4 separate regions of the Mus musculus genome follow, and regions 2, 3 and 4 are each linked to region 1. Evidence: chromatin contacts called from public Hi-C and promoter capture Hi-C data. All regions are on one chromosome and are shown on one strand. The core of a region is the stretch at or near the end of the contact, and the rest is flanking DNA. Distances in the headings are between cores, read along the strand shown. Region 1 holds the start of Arhgap19 (Rho GTPase activating protein 19). Region 2 overlaps Pik3ap1 (phosphoinositide-3-kinase adaptor protein 1). Region 3 holds the start of Pik3ap1 (phosphoinositide-3-kinase adaptor protein 1). Region 4 holds the start of Marveld1 (MARVEL (membrane-associating) domain containing 1).

Region 1 (3,593 bases), core at 509-3,008:
GTGTAGGCCTATTCATGAGTATACGCATGAATGTGAGTACATGTGTGGAAGCCAGAGCACAATCTCATGATTCATTCTTCAGATACCTTCAGTATGTGTTATAGTTCTGAAGGGAAAGGCTTCCCCATTACCTTTGGGGATGGAAATGGGGTGGGGGTTAGGGGTGGAGGGGTTAGGGTGGGGGAGGGTTGTTTCCCCCAATGCAAGTGTAACACCATCTCTGCTCCAGCAGGGGGAGATGTCCCCAGTGAAAGTGTTATAGCTCTGCTCAGAGATACTCTGGCAGTCCTGAGCCAAGGAATACCACAAAGTCCCACCCAGCATACAACCAACCTCACACAGGAAACTTACTGCAAGGGGAAACCCGCGGAGGGTGGCGGCCTCTGCTGGGGTGAAAAGCGGCAGAAGCTCAGCGGGTTTTGTATAGGGTTTCTTGGTGGGGCGGGACAGGCGATGAAGACAGAGCTTTCCAGGGTGTCCAGGGAGGGAGTGGTGGGATTTTTGTGGCCTGATTTTGGGGCAATTCTAGGGGTTGGTGGGAATTTTGTGCTCAGGGATTGGTGGGATTCTGTTTCTTGGCCCTGATTTTGAGCTTGGGGTCAAGATAGGGTCAAGGTTGCCTGGTCTGGGGGTCAAGTCAGGGTCACAATGTTCTTTCCCTTCACTTTTTACTCTCTACCATCTATATTTTTTGCTTTTAGAAAAGATTTTATGTGTCTCTGTGCATCTGTGCGCATGTGCCCCGGAGGCCAGCTCTGGAGGCTATAGGAAGGCAATCAGTCCTTTGGAACTGGACTCACTGTCTGGCCCTTGTGAACCTTTCAATGCAGGGAATCAAACTCTAGTCTTCAGGAAAAGCAGCAAGTGTTCTTAGAACCACGGAACCATCTCTAGCTGCCCCTTATTGTTAATTGTGAATTTCATATATCAATACCATGTTTTTTTTTTTTTTTTTTTTTTTTCCACCTGCCTCTGCCTCCCAAGTGCTGGGATTAAAGGTATACGCCACCACTGCCTGGCTTAGTCACATTTTCTTGTTGGCCTGAAGTCACCCAAGGAGGCTTGTTTGGATGACCCAAAATTTGCCTCTCTATTCTAGCCAGTGCTTTTGGTGTCTTTATACTGACTTTCCCCCTCCCCCAAATATGTACCCTGAAGATCAGCCCCTGCATACATACACACACACATACATACATTCATACATAAATACATACATACATACACACATACATATATACACACACAAGAGTTTACTTAGGGTAGCTTACAGGAACGTATGCAATTTACCACTGATTATATACCATTGAAGAAAATGCCTTTTCTTCCCTTTTACTAAGCCTATGGATCTTGGGGGTGGGGTGAATGGGGGTTTAAGTGAGTGAGGGGTGATGAGCCCTTTTCCCTAGCAACCGTTAACTGCCTACCGAACTGGGGGATGGGCAGGGCCTCAAGAACCTTTTCTCTTCAAGTGACTTTAAAAACCGACAGTTTTGTAACTCAGAGATTTACCTAGCGGGGAGGGGAGCGCAGCCAGGAATTTGTGACTTGATCCGCGGAACTACATGGGTTAATCAAAACGAGAAACTACATCTCCCGGTAGGCCTCGGGCAGGTGTTTCTCCTGCCCTTTCGTTGGTTCTGTGCTACCAATGACAGTTAGATATTTGAATAGACCAATAGTAGCATGGAACGGTTCTTATTTAGGCGGGGCCATAGGTTCGTCCAATCGTACAGGACTTAGAAAACCATCCTAGCCAATCTAAGGGCTAAGGGGCGGTGCCTGAGGCGGGGCTGCAGACCAAGCTGCCGCGGAAGATGGCGGCTGAGGCGCCGAGTGGAGGGGAGGCGCCGGTCTGCGACTCTGGCCGGAGGTGAGCCAAGTTTTCCGTCCTGCTGCCTAGGAGACGGGACTGTGGGCTAGCGATGTCGCCGCCCTGCCCTTGAGTCACCGTGGTCCACAGGCCCGGGCTTTGTTCCTCTCTCCCGTGGTGTCTACGCCGACGCGCCTGCGGGGGCTGAGGCGGGTCTTTGCGGTCCGTGCTTCCCGCTGCGCTGCTCTCCGCGAGTCCCACGGCCGTGTGTGGAGCCCTCCCGACGCTCTGGCTGCAGACCCCCGGGCCACGGTCATGGTGTCTGCCCTGGCGCCGAGCGTTTTGAGTGGCAACTGAAGCCCAGAGCGGTTTAGAGAATCCCACAACGCCCCGGGAGCTTTAAATGTCCTTCGTGACAGCCTCTGCGCTTTACTCAGAGCCGCGACTTGAGTGATGGTTAAAAGGGATTTTTGTCCCCTAAGCTGGCTGACCTTTCTCGGCTTCAGCCTTCTTCTGTAAATAAACATAACGATACTTATTTCAGAACCTGGACGGGATGACACAACCTATTTAAAGCGCATAGCACCCATCCTGGCAAACACTTCAAAATACGATAGATTTTTATGTTTCCTTGAAATTGTGATCTCATTTCTTCTTTCTGGAACGAGTACTGTCCCTGTCATAAAGTCGAGCCTTTCTTAACCGATTACAAACAAATATTTGGAGTCTGACACACTCCAATAGAATGAGATTACTTACATTGTCAGAGAGTATGATCAATGCTATGCTTTGGTACGGAGTTAGTACAGAACAGAAGAACCAAGAATTTTGGGAAACCGAGTTTGTGAGCCTGATTTTTCCTGAGCCCTGATGGGCTTGTGTGGGTATTGTTACTGTTTTGTATGGAGGAGTTTTCCACTCTTTGACCTTTTATTTCTCCCGGGAACTGTGCCCGTGGGTTGATAAATGTCATTAGATTATCTCTCCTCCGACTCGAAAATCCTGAATTGTAATGAAAATGAGGACAAATGAAATACTGTTCTACAGCAAGAGGACTTAGAATTCTTCCTTGAGGCTGCTGTCAACTGAATGTAAAATTTGAAACTGTTAACTATCTGACCAACACAGTTTTCTCTGAATCTGAAACCCTCTATTGTCGTTACTGAGACAGGTTCTTGCTAAGTACCTCGGCTGGACTGGAACTCCCAGTCTCGTTTCAGCTACCCGTGTACTTGTCAATTGCATATTGCAGGGGATTAGTCTGGGGGTTCTTGTGAGGCTTATTTATTTATTTATTTATTTTTGAAACAGAGTCTCTCATGTAATCCAGGGAACCCCAATCTTGAGCTTCCGAACCTCCTTCCTCTGCCTCCCAAGTGCTGGAATTACAGGCATATGCCACCAAGCCCTGTCTTATGTGCTGCTAGGCAAGCCCCCTACTGACTGAGCTGCATCCCCAGCCCCATTTAATCAATGGGACTAACACTTTTTAAATCTGTCATTTATCGTGCTTGTGTATGCCTGTGCACACACACTTAGGTACCACAGTGCATGCACAGGAGAGCAGAAAGCAGCTCACGGTTCTCTTCTTCCACCGAGTGGATTTGAGGATCATGCTTGGGTTGTAGGCTTTGCAGGGAGTGCCGTTACTCACGGAGGCATCTCACTGCCAAGGTGTGTAGCCCAGCACTTACAGATATGCTGCATAACTCTGTCTTTGGCCTCTCATACACGTCCTGAGGAGACAGTCGCTCTCTGAGAACATCTTCTGTGGGCTCCATGT
Region 2 (3,593 bases), core at 278-2,777, 470 kb after region 1:
GTTGAGATTTCCTCTCCCCAGATGTGCCTAGCTGGTGTCCAGTGGACAAAAACCAACCCCTTTTGTTTCCCCCACGAGCTCAGTGCTGTCTACTGCTGCGTTCCATGATCGCTTGCTTATGCTGCCATTTGTCAATCCGTTCAGCTGCTAGAGGATGCCTGCTGCTTCCGACTATTGGCAGCTATGGAGAAAGCTGCTGTAAACATCTGTGCACAGGTTCTTCTGTGTACCTACATTTTCAACAGCTTGGGGGAAAACACCAAACGAGTATGGTTGTAGAATTGAGTGGTAAAGCGTATTTGATCTTGTAAGACATTGCCAAAGCGCCTTCCAAAGGGGCTCTTCTGTGTTCCATTCCCACTAGCAAAGGGTGCCTGGTGTTGTATGCCCTTGAAGACATTTGGTGTCATCTCTGTTCTGGATCTTGACTATTCTAAGAGCTGTGCCGTGGTATACCTTGTTGCTTTGATTAGCATTTTTTTTTCTGATAGAATAGGTGTGGATCTTTTTATGTGTGGATTTGCCATCTGTATATACATGATCTTGGGCCTCACTTCACCAGGAGGCCTGTTGATCAGTCGATGCTTATTAAGAGCCCTGCTGGAGAAATCTTACGGGTTCTCGCCGTGGTCTCACCATCTTTGACACCCTCTTCATCTTCATCTTCACACCCCTGCCTGCCTGCTCAGAGCCTGGGTCTTAAGTTTCGTTTCTGGTGCTGTGATTAAACACCCAGACCGAAAGCAGATTAGAGAAGAAGAGATTATCTGGCTTACGATTTCTAGTTACCATCACTGAAGGGGAAGCCAAAGTAGGAGCTCAAGTGGCCTGTCACATTGCATAGCATCGCAACCACAGTCAAAAGCAGAGAGAAACCTAGACTCAGCCTTCCTGCCTCCTCTCCTCTGGATTTCTCCTCTTCTGCAAAAATCAGGACTCTTTGCTTAGGAGATGGTGCCGACACAGTGGGCTGGATCTTCCCACATCAATTAGAAATCACGACAGCCCCTGTCAGATCTGTCCATAGACCAATCTGATCTGGATAATTCCAGTCAAAGCTAACTTCTCAGGTGCTTCTATGTAGTGGCAAGTTGGCAGTTAGAGACTCATCCCTGTCTCTGTCCTGGCTTTTCCAGCTCATGAATGGCCACGGTACTAACCCGGAACCCAGGGGTTCTGACCTTAGGCATGTTGTAAGTGATTGCTTCTTACTGCTGCTGACAGAGAGACATTGGGTAGATGTGACCCTAGTTCCTGTGGCTGTCTGCAGAGTTTCTTACTCTGGTGTAGACAATCCTTTCCCGACTCCATTTTTTTTTTCTTGCCACTCTTCAGTGAGGTGAAGCTTCCAGAAACCCCACAACATTGCTTTTTTTTCTGTCACTCAATGGCCTGCAAAGTGTTTGGCTTTTTCCCCCTATTGGGTCCTCTTTTGTGACTTTAGCGATCCGGTCCCTTCAGCTTGCATCTGTGTAGCCGCTTCCTGCACGGTGACGTGTGGGGCTTTGGGGAGGTGAAGCATGTCTACTAGTTCTTCTTTTTTCTGCTCTTATTCAGTCATGTCCTGTGTCCCATAGATTCTGGCTGTGACTCAGTAACCGACACGGAGCCCGAGGACGAGAGAGAGCTTCCTTTCTCAAAGCAGACAAACCTGCCTCCGGAGATATCGCCTGGGAACCTGATGGTGGTACAGCCGGACCGCATTCGCTGTGGGGTAGGCATCCTGGGGACCTGGTACATCTCCATCAGGGCATCGACTTTCCTAGTAGATGCCTTTGTTTCAGTAAAGGGTGCAAAGGTATCAGGATACATCTTATTAGAACCACCACCTTCCCTCGGGACTCCCATCACCTCGGACACGAGTAGCTTCTTTAAGTCAGAGAATCGAACCTGGGAGTGTATGTGCCATCCATGTAAGGACTCTGTTTCATGAGTGTGTAACATAGGGCAGACAGAATACCAGCAGGCCACAGAGTTAGAGAGAGGCCTGCATATCTTCCAGCTGGCCTAGCCTGGGAAGGAGAAGGTGACACATTGTGGGAGCCTGCTTCTTCATTTACTGGTCACCACCCTGGCCTCAGGGAGGGTGTTAAGGTTTGATAGAGGAAACTTGCTGGCCAATATTGCTTGCTGAAAGATTGCCTAAATACCCAAGCCATGTATGGCTAGCATTTTATGGTTGTCAGTCAGTCACAAGGGAGCTGTTGTGTGAGACTTCGGGATAGTCACCCTATCGTAATATTTCACAGTCCTTCCTTCTCTGATTTAAAACGGGAGGCATTTTGGATAGGTTAGAGCACCAGAATGCTTTCTCCATGGATACAAGCTCTTTGCTAAGCTTGCCACGGTGGCTTCCCAGAACCTCAGGGCATGAGAACATTGGAAATGAGAAGTGGGGGTGGGGGAATCTGACTTTCTCCTTTGCAGTTGAGACCACAAGGTGCTGGGCACAGGCTCCCAGCATCAGAGTTGTCGGTTGTATTTCAGGTTGCATTCAACTCTTAGACATGATTGATCTGGACTTCAGAGTGATTTTAAAATTAGGCATAAAAGTTGGTGTTTCTAAAGAGAAAAGAAGTTGGTGTTTCTTGGTGTCTCATGAGTCAGAATCTGTGATATTAGGCTTAGGCTTTCTGGTTTTGTGTTTGTTTTCCCATGGGACATGCCCGCTGTAGCCTGGTCCCCACCATTCTCTGATCTTCAGTTTTTATTTTTACTTTTGAGGTTTTGAGACCGTCTTTCTACATAGCCCAGGTTGGCCTTGAACTAGTGAACCCCTTTTCTTATCCTCCCCACAGCTGGGGTCACAGGTGTGTACCACCACACCTGGCCACTTCCTGGTTTTTAAATCCAGCCTGTTGTAGCCTCTTTGCAGTCACGGCTGGACTGATGTGGACATTTCTGGCTCCTCTCCCAGTGCCGTGTCTTCCCACAGGTGTGTGGTCAGACTGCCAGGTGCAGTGGGAAGGGTGTTTGGCACCCATGCGTGCTTCATCCCACTCTGTTCAAGTCTTCCTGCTCCCTCTCTGCTGCCCTCTCACTTAGGATCATCCCAGTTGCCTACACTGAGTCTGTGGGCCTAGGGTGTCTGGCCTGTGGTGGGTCCTGACTGCCTGCAGAACTGACAGGCGTTCTTTTGGGCTCCTCATGTTTCTCGGATGAGATGCAGGACCAGGAGTTTGGCAGGAAGGATGACAGCCACAGGTCATGCGAATGGTTATAGTGGCCGCAGCAGCAGCCTGGGCCACAGCCCTCTCATGTCACAAAGTCCACACTTGGAACAGCCTTCGGCATCCCTTTGTGAAGGGTTGCTATGACGACTACATAACAGTCCTGGAATGAATGACTAAGGATGATCTGTGGCTCTGGCCATAGATCTCTCCTTGCCTTTCTGGTTTTGGGGAGGGCCCAGCCCTACCGGTCTTATCTAAAATGATCTTTGCCAAGTTGAGTAAAACAAGAGACAAGTTGAGTGTCTCTTACCTAAAATGCTAAGGGCCTGAAGTGTCTCAGATTTTGAATTTGGTTAGGGAGATGTTAGATTATTTCTGTATGCACAACAGGATATGTTATAAAACAAAGTGTGTTTATAT
Region 3 (3,593 bases), core at 386-2,885, 420 kb after region 1:
GCAGAAGCACCCGTGGTCTTGCGTGGGCGTCTCCATGGCTCTGCCCTTGCTCTGGTTCTGTCTCTTTACCCCCTTGCCCCACCCACTACTGCTGCCTCAACTCCAACGATGGCATCCATGACAAGGTTCTCAACCCCCAACCCTTTGCATCCTTGCCCTTCTGCCATGACAGGGCTCCCCATCACACAGACACTTCAAGCTCAGGATCTCTAAACTTTAAATCCTCCCGTTAGCATTGCTCTCTAATGGCTTTTATAACATCCGGCTTAACTTTGGCATTTTATAGTCCCTCCTTCTTGGCTCAGGATTCTCAAATTTTCAGTGTCTCAAAAGAGGGGTCTGTCCCTGGATCTCAGATCTAAGGATTTACTGGTCATATGCATTTCTGAGCACATTTTCTGGCCAGAGTTAGCACCAGAGGATAGAGACTCCACAGCAAAAAAGATTGAGCTAACTTTGAGGAACTTAGAGCTGAATACAGGAAGCATCAATTAAAGCCATTCTGGAAAAAATAAAGAAATGTTTTTATAAGCTCAATTAAAGAACTCTAATAGTGTGAAATGGCTATCACGGTGTGTCAGAGTAGGGGCAGAGGCCAAGGATATCCTAAACAGGGGGAATGGCAGGCAGCATGTTCATCTCTGCTTTAGGGACCCTTGGCCTGTGTTAGGTGGAGAAACTATGCCCAAAGATACCCAGACTCAAATCTCTAGGATCTGTGAATTTGCTACATTATAGGACAAGGGTCTGAAGTTGTAGATAGATGTATTGAGGCTGCCATCAAGGGGCCCTTAGATGTCTTTTCCTGGACGATCCGGGCAGTTTAATGTATTCCCTCAGAAGTGGGAAAGGGGCTGGTGACATGGCTCAGGGTAAGGGTGCCTGCTGCCTAGTGTCTAGCCACTTTGATCAGTTTGATTTACCAGAACTCCATGGTGGAAGGAGAGAACAGACTCTGTCCACTCTGTGAACCGAACAACATGTGCATGCACATTCCCACACAAGCACACAAAATAAATAAACTAAGATTTTTTTTTTTTTTTTTAAAGTGGAGGAAGATGGAAGAAAGCCAAAGAGCTCTGATAGTGGAAGTGGAACAATCGTGTGTGGAAGGTTCTTGGCAGTGATAACATCTATCTATCAAAGATTATGCTTAACACCCATGTGCCCTTAGAGGGCCAGATCCAAGGAAATGCAGAAGGGTCACAGGAGGGCACCCAAGGGCAACGCCAAGACCCTAGGGCCAGGTGCTTCTCCTTCCCCTTCCTGCAGGCCTTCCCTATTCTTGGGGGCAGTGTCTCAAGGACAAGTCCCAAGGGACAAGGTGGTTGGGACAGCTGTGCTATGCCTCCCCACTTCAAGTCTGAGACTAGCTAGCCCTACAGTCTGTCTTCCCTCCCCCAGTTCCAGCACCTCAGACTGCTCTTGGGGGACATCGAGGTGGCTGCCTGCTTTCGGGACACACGTGGCACGAGCAGGGGTCGGCGCCGGGAGCTGGCGGCTGGTCGTGTGGACTTCTCACTTCCCCTCCCCAACCGCCGCGCGTGCAGGTGCCACGCGGAGCCCCGCAGGCGGGGCAGACCCTCTGGACACGCCCCCGTGCGAGTCCCCGCTGCCCGGCAGGAGGAAGCGCCAGAGTCGCCACTGTCCTGAGCACAGCTGGACTCTGCTTCTAACCCCGCGCCAGCGACGTCGCCTACCGCGGCTGTGGGCACCGGATACCGTGCTCCGGTGCCAGCCGGGGATGCGAGCTGCTCCCGGGACGGCATGGCAGCCTCAGGTGGGTAGCAGGCGCAGCGCTCTCCAGCTCCCGGCTCCTGGCTCGCGCGCCCCTGGTCCTTGAGGCTCTCTGACACCACCCTCCCAGTCTTGAGACCTGTCTCCCTACTTCTTTAGTCTTTAGTGAGGGGATTTTGTATTCTTTCCGGTCTTTTCTCCAGTCTCTGTCGCAAACTTCCCCTCTGAACTTTCTCACGTTTCCCCTAACCGGTCTGTGCACGATTCTGTCTTGCTCCTGCCTGGGGCTCGACCTATCCCAGTTTCTAAGTCTTCTTTTCTCCCTTCTAGCTGTAAGTTGCCAAGGGTCGCTTTCTCAGCTCTAACTCTGAGTACTCTGAGGACAGTTGATAGGAGGTGGAGGGCGGATTCTGTAAGAAGCCAGATGCTTCTCTTAGGGTCTTATCCAACCAATAGGGGGCGCTCAGGCAGTCTTAGGTGGTCCAGGGACAGCTTCAGAAGCCCCCTTTGTCCACCGCGATTGTATATCTTCTCTGGAATTTTGGTAAAAAACCGAGACCACACTCTAATTTTACTCTTACTCTGTTCTCTATGTAACTTATGTGCCCAGGGGTAATTGGAATTTGGTGGGCAAATCATCAAAAGGTGCCAGAAGTTTCTTCTGGTTGGTCTTGGGTTTCTTTCTAGCTCATGAGCATATGTACACTTGGCAAGTCCTTAGCTCGCTGAGGTTCAGGACAAACCATGTAAGGACAACGTTGAGAGACAGTTAGTGAGCAGCACCTATACACCTCAGTGGCTATAGGCGTAGTAGATTCTTGGTGAGAACCTTGTCGGTCTGGTCTCTGTTCACCACAGAGTTTTGGTGGTGTGAAAGAAAACAGTAACTAAATGAGGAATTGCTAGATGAGAAGAGAGAGTTGCCATGTTTTCGGTTTGGCTGACTTGTGTTTACCTAGCTCCAGCGTGATGCTTTGAGAGAGAATGAAAACCAGATGATAGCATCTCTTGAGAGAGATCGTGTAGCGTGGGCTGGGGGAAGTCAATGCTTGGGAGGGAAGGGAGCAGATGCTAAAGCCAACTGTCTCCAGATCTGCTAAGGTCTAGCCTTGGGTCATGGTACTTTGGAACGAAGGTAGAAAAGGCTTTGATAATACATGCTTATTATTATTATTGAAGGGGCTGGGAGGGTGGTTCATCAATGGCCTGCGGTTCCCTAGCCAGGCTCTATGGGATAAAGCAGCACTGTGGCTCAGGGTCCACTCACTGGACAAACTTTATTGAGTGCTTGCCGTTTCCAGGCACTGTCGTAAGAAGATGAAAGCTGTGTAACTGAGAACAGGGGAGGCAACAGCTCATTGAATAACAAAATCAAGGCAGGTGCATCGGGAAAGTGGACAGGGGAAAGTAGGCAAGCCCTGAAGGAGGGAAGGCAGGGGGTCCTGGGGAGGAGTATGTCCCAGGCAAGGGGTCTATTCTATGTGTTTGAGATACACGGAACAGCTATGGTAGCTGGGTGGATGGAGGGTTTGGGGAGAGTTAAAAATAAGGTGGCTAAGCTCCTGTTTGTCTCCTTTCCTGGATGGGATGGGCTCTGGGCTGCTGTGCACTAGAGGACAGCACACTGGGAAGCCTTTGAGCAACCTGCTTTTCCTGTCCAGTGTCTTGATGGCTGGCTCTAAGGGGAATAACTGAAGGGGCTAGGTTTGAAGGGTGGACTCAGGTTCAGATGAAGACTCTAACCCAACAACCAAAGCTGGGGTAGTGGATAAAGCTGTCCAAAACTCTGCTGTCAGTGTCCTCTGTGGTGGAACACTATGCCAGGCGGTGTGAGACTGCGTTCCTTTGGGCTCCCT
Region 4 (3,593 bases), core at 758-3,257, 350 kb before region 1:
TTCAACTCTTCTCAGGTCTCTAGCTAGGGAGGGGGTCCTAGCTCCTTTGTCACTGGGTGGACCCCCAGTTAGAGTTAGGGAAAAAAGAGCTTCCTAATTTTCAGTGGGTCAACCTGTAGGCATGACCTAGACAGCATAGACACAGTCTTGCGGTGGGGATGGCTTAGGCCCAATAGTTACTCCAGTGAACTGAATTACCATGTGTGGCTGCGATACCTGCAGAACTTCTCAGAGAGACCGCATTGTGCTAACAAACATTGTGAATGTGCTCGGGAAGGCAGCACCATTGACAGACCCGTTTGCCTTCTACCCCTTCTTTGGGAAGTAACACAGTACTGGCTCCCTAGACAACCCACTGCTTTAGAGGAAAGAGTGTGCTTCTAATATTAGAACAGCTGTTTGGAAGAGCGGGATCTGGGTTCCCAAAGAGGTGGGCAGCACCTTAATGATCGCCGTTGGCCACGTGGGATCCCCAATGCAAACATATTTATAGGTGGAGTGCGGCGGAAGCTAGTGAGTGACATCTGAGAGGCCAGGGAAGTTAGTACAGTTGGCCCAATCTGAATGAACACCAAGGATTTAGGCGGAGAGAAGACTTGCGTCGTTAAGTAAGGTATAGCCAGCAGGCCTTTGCTATCCACCACTTCTGTAGCTGACTCCACCCAAAGACTTCGTAGACGTAGGGCTGCGCAGGGAGAGAGCCAAACTACAACTAAAGACGTCATCCATCATCCATCCTAGCACTAGCTAAAGCCTGTCCCCAGCTCCTCTTGCAGCTGCCTGACTGCATTCTACACCTCCCTAGGCTGGAAGAGGGGGCAGGGAAGGGATGCTCTTCCGACTGCAGGGCAGGAGGGAGGGGGCAATGGCGCAGTCCAAAGACTGGTTCCAATTTGGGAGCCTCCCCCGGATCTACGCGGCGGCGCCTGTCCACGTCTAGCTCTCGACAGGGAATGAGGAAAGGGACTTCCAGGCTTCGCCTGAAGCGGCCCAACTGGGTGTGTGCGTCGGCGCCTCGGATGGCTGCGTGGGTCCCTGGAAGCTGATATCTGGGCTGAGCTGCGGTACAGCAGTCAGACTAGAACTGAACGTCGGGGATCCAGGGCGCGGGCAGTGGAAACGCAGGCAGGGAGAGGGTGCAGGGGCACACCGGCACTAGGCGGCGGCAGGAAGGGTTCGGGAGGGATTCCCTAAACCGATCTGGGCCGCGGTGGAGCGGGTGGCCTCACACCACCTCCTCCTTGCCCTGGTAGCGACGGCAGCAGCCGTAGAGTGCCGAGAGTAGGTAGAGGCCGAGGCAGAGGCCGCCGCAGACAGAGGCCGCCAGGAAGGCATGGTAGGCGCAGGGCAGCCGGTAGTTCTTGAGGTTGCAGTAGCTGTGGCGCTGCGTCTGGTCGATCATGATGCCCGTCGCCGCCCCGTAGAGAGCAGCCGCCAGCAGGTCGTGCGCCACGTTGACCACGAGCCAGCGCGAGCCCAGCACGGGCACCAGCTCCTGCTTGCCCAACAGCGTGATGAAGTAGAGCCCCAGGGTGAGCAGCCAGAAGAGCACGGACACGAAGAGCGCGAAGTGCACCGGGCCCTGGTACTTGCTGGTGGCAATGGTGATCCAGAAGGCGGCTCCGGCCAGCAGCTGCAGCAGCCGCAGCACGCCCAGCGGGCCGCGCAGGAAAGCCCGCTGCAGGCGCAGGGAGCCGCGGGCCGTGCGCGCCTGGGGCGGCGGCTGGCGCGGGGGCGGCGGGAGCATGGCCCCCGGACGCGGCGGCGGCGGCGGCGGCGCCCCGAGCAGCGGAATGGCGGCGCCTTGCTCGCGGGGGCGGCCCGAGCCCGGGCCCGCTGCTCCCGCTGCTCCCGCTGCTCCCGCTGCTCCCGCTGCTCCCGCTGCTCCCGCTGCTCCCGCTGCTCCGAGGCCTGCCCTCCTCCCTCTACTTCAAGTCCTCAGCGCTGCTTCTCATCGGCACCCTTCCTCCCTTCTCTCCTTTTTCTCCCTCTCTCCAGCCCTCCTACTCGCTCTTTGGCCGTCCCCTTCGTTGGTCTCCACCCCTCCTCGCGCCTCCCAGCTTCCTGCCGTCGCGCCCTCCACCCTGGCTACCCCCCCTTTCTCCTCCGCTCCCATTCCTTCCTTCTGCAGCCAGGGCTGAATGCCCGCACCCCCCTGGCCCATGACAGGCCTTTTGCCCAGGCTGCTGGGCCAAGTTTGCCACATCTGGAGCCACCCCAGCCCTTCCTGCCTCGCAGGCCTGGCCGATCTTAGGTCTTCGAGAAGAAAGCTACAACAGCCTCTGCCCAGCCTGTGGCTGGACCCTCTTGATTCTCTCCAGTCACAGGAGACTGGAGACATAATTCTCTCCCATCGAGGCGTCCCATCAAGCCTGAGTAAGCAGGAGGTCTGAACTGACAGTTGTTCTCACTGGGACATCCTCAGTACCCTTCACTTGCCCACCACAAACTCGCCTGTCCAAAGCTGGTCTCAGACTGTCTTGCCATGAAGGTCTCTTGGTCAGTGTAAGAAAACTATCACTCACTGGAGGCCCAGCTGCCTTACCCACAGCGCACAGAGCATAGCAACGCCAAACACTTCGACCATTCCTTCCTGGCCATCTTTGCGTCTTGCTTAGATTAAAAACATGTCACCTAACATGGTCAGGACAGGCCTAGGTCTCAGAGATGGCATGTCCCGTATGCTTAACTATTGACCTAGATGGCAAGGATCCCAACGATGCCAAGGTTCATTGACATTACAGGGCCCTCTCTATGTAAGCTTCCCGCGACCCAAGACAGGAGAGCAATAGTTGTTTTCATTTTTCCTGAAGACTGAAGGGTTTCAGACCAGGAAGCCAGAGATGGCTTCTCTGCTCTCCACCCCACCAAAGAGCCAACCTTTGTGCTTCAGCAATGTTACACAACTGACCTGGCTGTTCCCAACCCAGTATGGAGCTGTGTCCTGTCAATGTGGCACATTACATAATCTGTCCCCAACCAACTTCCAGTTTCTTGGGTTTTTTCCACTTCCTTCCCCAACTCATGTCCAAACTCTGTCACTTATGAACTGCAAGTTTCCCACATGAACTCAGAATGCTCTTTATTTTCCAGACACTCCCTCACCAGCAGACATACCCAGTTTAAGCACTTACTGGTTTAAGGTTGAGCTCCCCACATTGACAATTATTTGTTTGTCTGGGCCTCCATTTGAATCATCCCTAGTTCTGAGTCTACTACATCAAAAACTGGTCTATTCTGGCTTATCCATCTTTGCCTGAGCCTGGCATGTAGGAGCCCCTCAGTACATACAAATGGAGTTGCTTGCCAATTGGCTGCAGGAATAGTACTGGACCTAAGTGTGGTGATTTGAATAGATACATCCCACATAAACTCACTGCTTAGCCCATAAGGATTGGCACCGTTAAGAGGTGTAGCCTTGTTGGAATCAGTGTGGCCTTGCTAGAGGACCTGTTTCACTGTGGCTGTGGGCTTTAAGGTCTCATGTGCTCAAGCTGGAACACTGTGGAACACAGTCTCTTTCTGCTGCCTGCGGATCAAGATGTAGAATTCTCAGCTCCTTCTCCAGCACCATGTATGCCTGCATGCCACCA

The links. Promoter capture Hi-C pulls out the DNA fragments that hold promoters and counts their contacts. A called contact is a pair of places that touch in the nucleus more often than the background predicts. Capture Hi-C pulls out chosen DNA fragments and counts their contacts.
Region 2: a contact with region 1 is called in a Hi-C map of B cells, with 15 read pairs. The contact joins the enhancer-like site here to the promoter of Arhgap19 in region 1. A contact is called at or near these places in 2 of 39 promoter capture datasets (embryonic stem cells and hippocampal neurons), 1 of 15 datasets of contacts at CTCF or cohesin (pro-B cells), 1 of 484 Hi-C or Micro-C datasets (B cells), 3 of 115 datasets of contacts at active chromatin or transcription factors (astrocytes, memory CD8 T cells and pancreatic cancer cells) and 2 of 9 other capture datasets (embryonic stem cells and liver).
Region 3: a contact with region 1 is called in a promoter capture Hi-C map of pre-B cells, with 5 times the contacts expected there. The contact joins the promoter of Pik3ap1 here to the promoter of Arhgap19 in region 1. A contact is called at or near these places in 15 of 39 promoter capture datasets (the 3T3-L1 cell line, the C10 cell line, the HPC-7 cell line and 11 more), 1 of 115 datasets of contacts at active chromatin or transcription factors (pancreatic cancer cells) and 2 of 9 other capture datasets (liver and macrophages).
Region 4: a promoter capture Hi-C map of adipose tissue shows a contact between it and region 1. The contact joins the promoter of Marveld1 here to the promoter of Arhgap19 in region 1. A contact is called at or near these places in 2 of 39 promoter capture datasets (neutrophils and pre-B cells), 2 of 484 Hi-C or Micro-C datasets (ECoMG myeloid progenitors and the MNK3 cell line), 4 of 115 datasets of contacts at active chromatin or transcription factors (bone marrow-derived macrophages, embryonic stem cells, memory CD8 T cells and 1 more) and 2 of 9 other capture datasets (adipose tissue and liver).

What each region holds. Positions count from the first base shown.
Region 1 is chr19:41,800,249-41,803,841 of GRCm38.p6, reverse strand. It overlaps Arhgap19 (Rho GTPase activating protein 19), which reads left to right and starts at 1,758. Exons shown (of 12, transcript NM_027667.3): 1 at 1,758-1,870. The coding sequence starts at 1,815.
Region 2 is chr19:41,330,330-41,333,922 of GRCm38.p6, reverse strand. Pik3ap1 (phosphoinositide-3-kinase adaptor protein 1) reads left to right here. Exons shown (of 17, transcript NM_031376.4): 3 at 1,578-1,714. Among named protein-coding and RNA genes, the nearest start is that of Gm52406, 49 kb to the right of the region's middle. Within about 2 kb of position 1,527, at least 114 of the 459 cell types and tissues checked have an H3K27ac peak or open chromatin away from gene starts, as enhancers often do. A contact at or near this core is called in B cells, memory CD8 T cells and pro-B cells, where this site is marked.
Region 3 is chr19:41,383,144-41,386,736 of GRCm38.p6, reverse strand. It overlaps Pik3ap1 (phosphoinositide-3-kinase adaptor protein 1), which reads left to right and starts at 1,635. Exons shown (of 17, transcript NM_031376.4): 1 at 1,635-1,780. The coding sequence starts at 1,768.
Region 4 is chr19:42,145,803-42,149,395 of GRCm38.p6, reverse strand. Marveld1 (MARVEL (membrane-associating) domain containing 1) reads right to left here and starts at 2,007. Exons shown (of 2, transcript NM_183195.2): 1 at 1-2,007. The coding sequence starts at 1,747. The coding sequence ends at 1,226.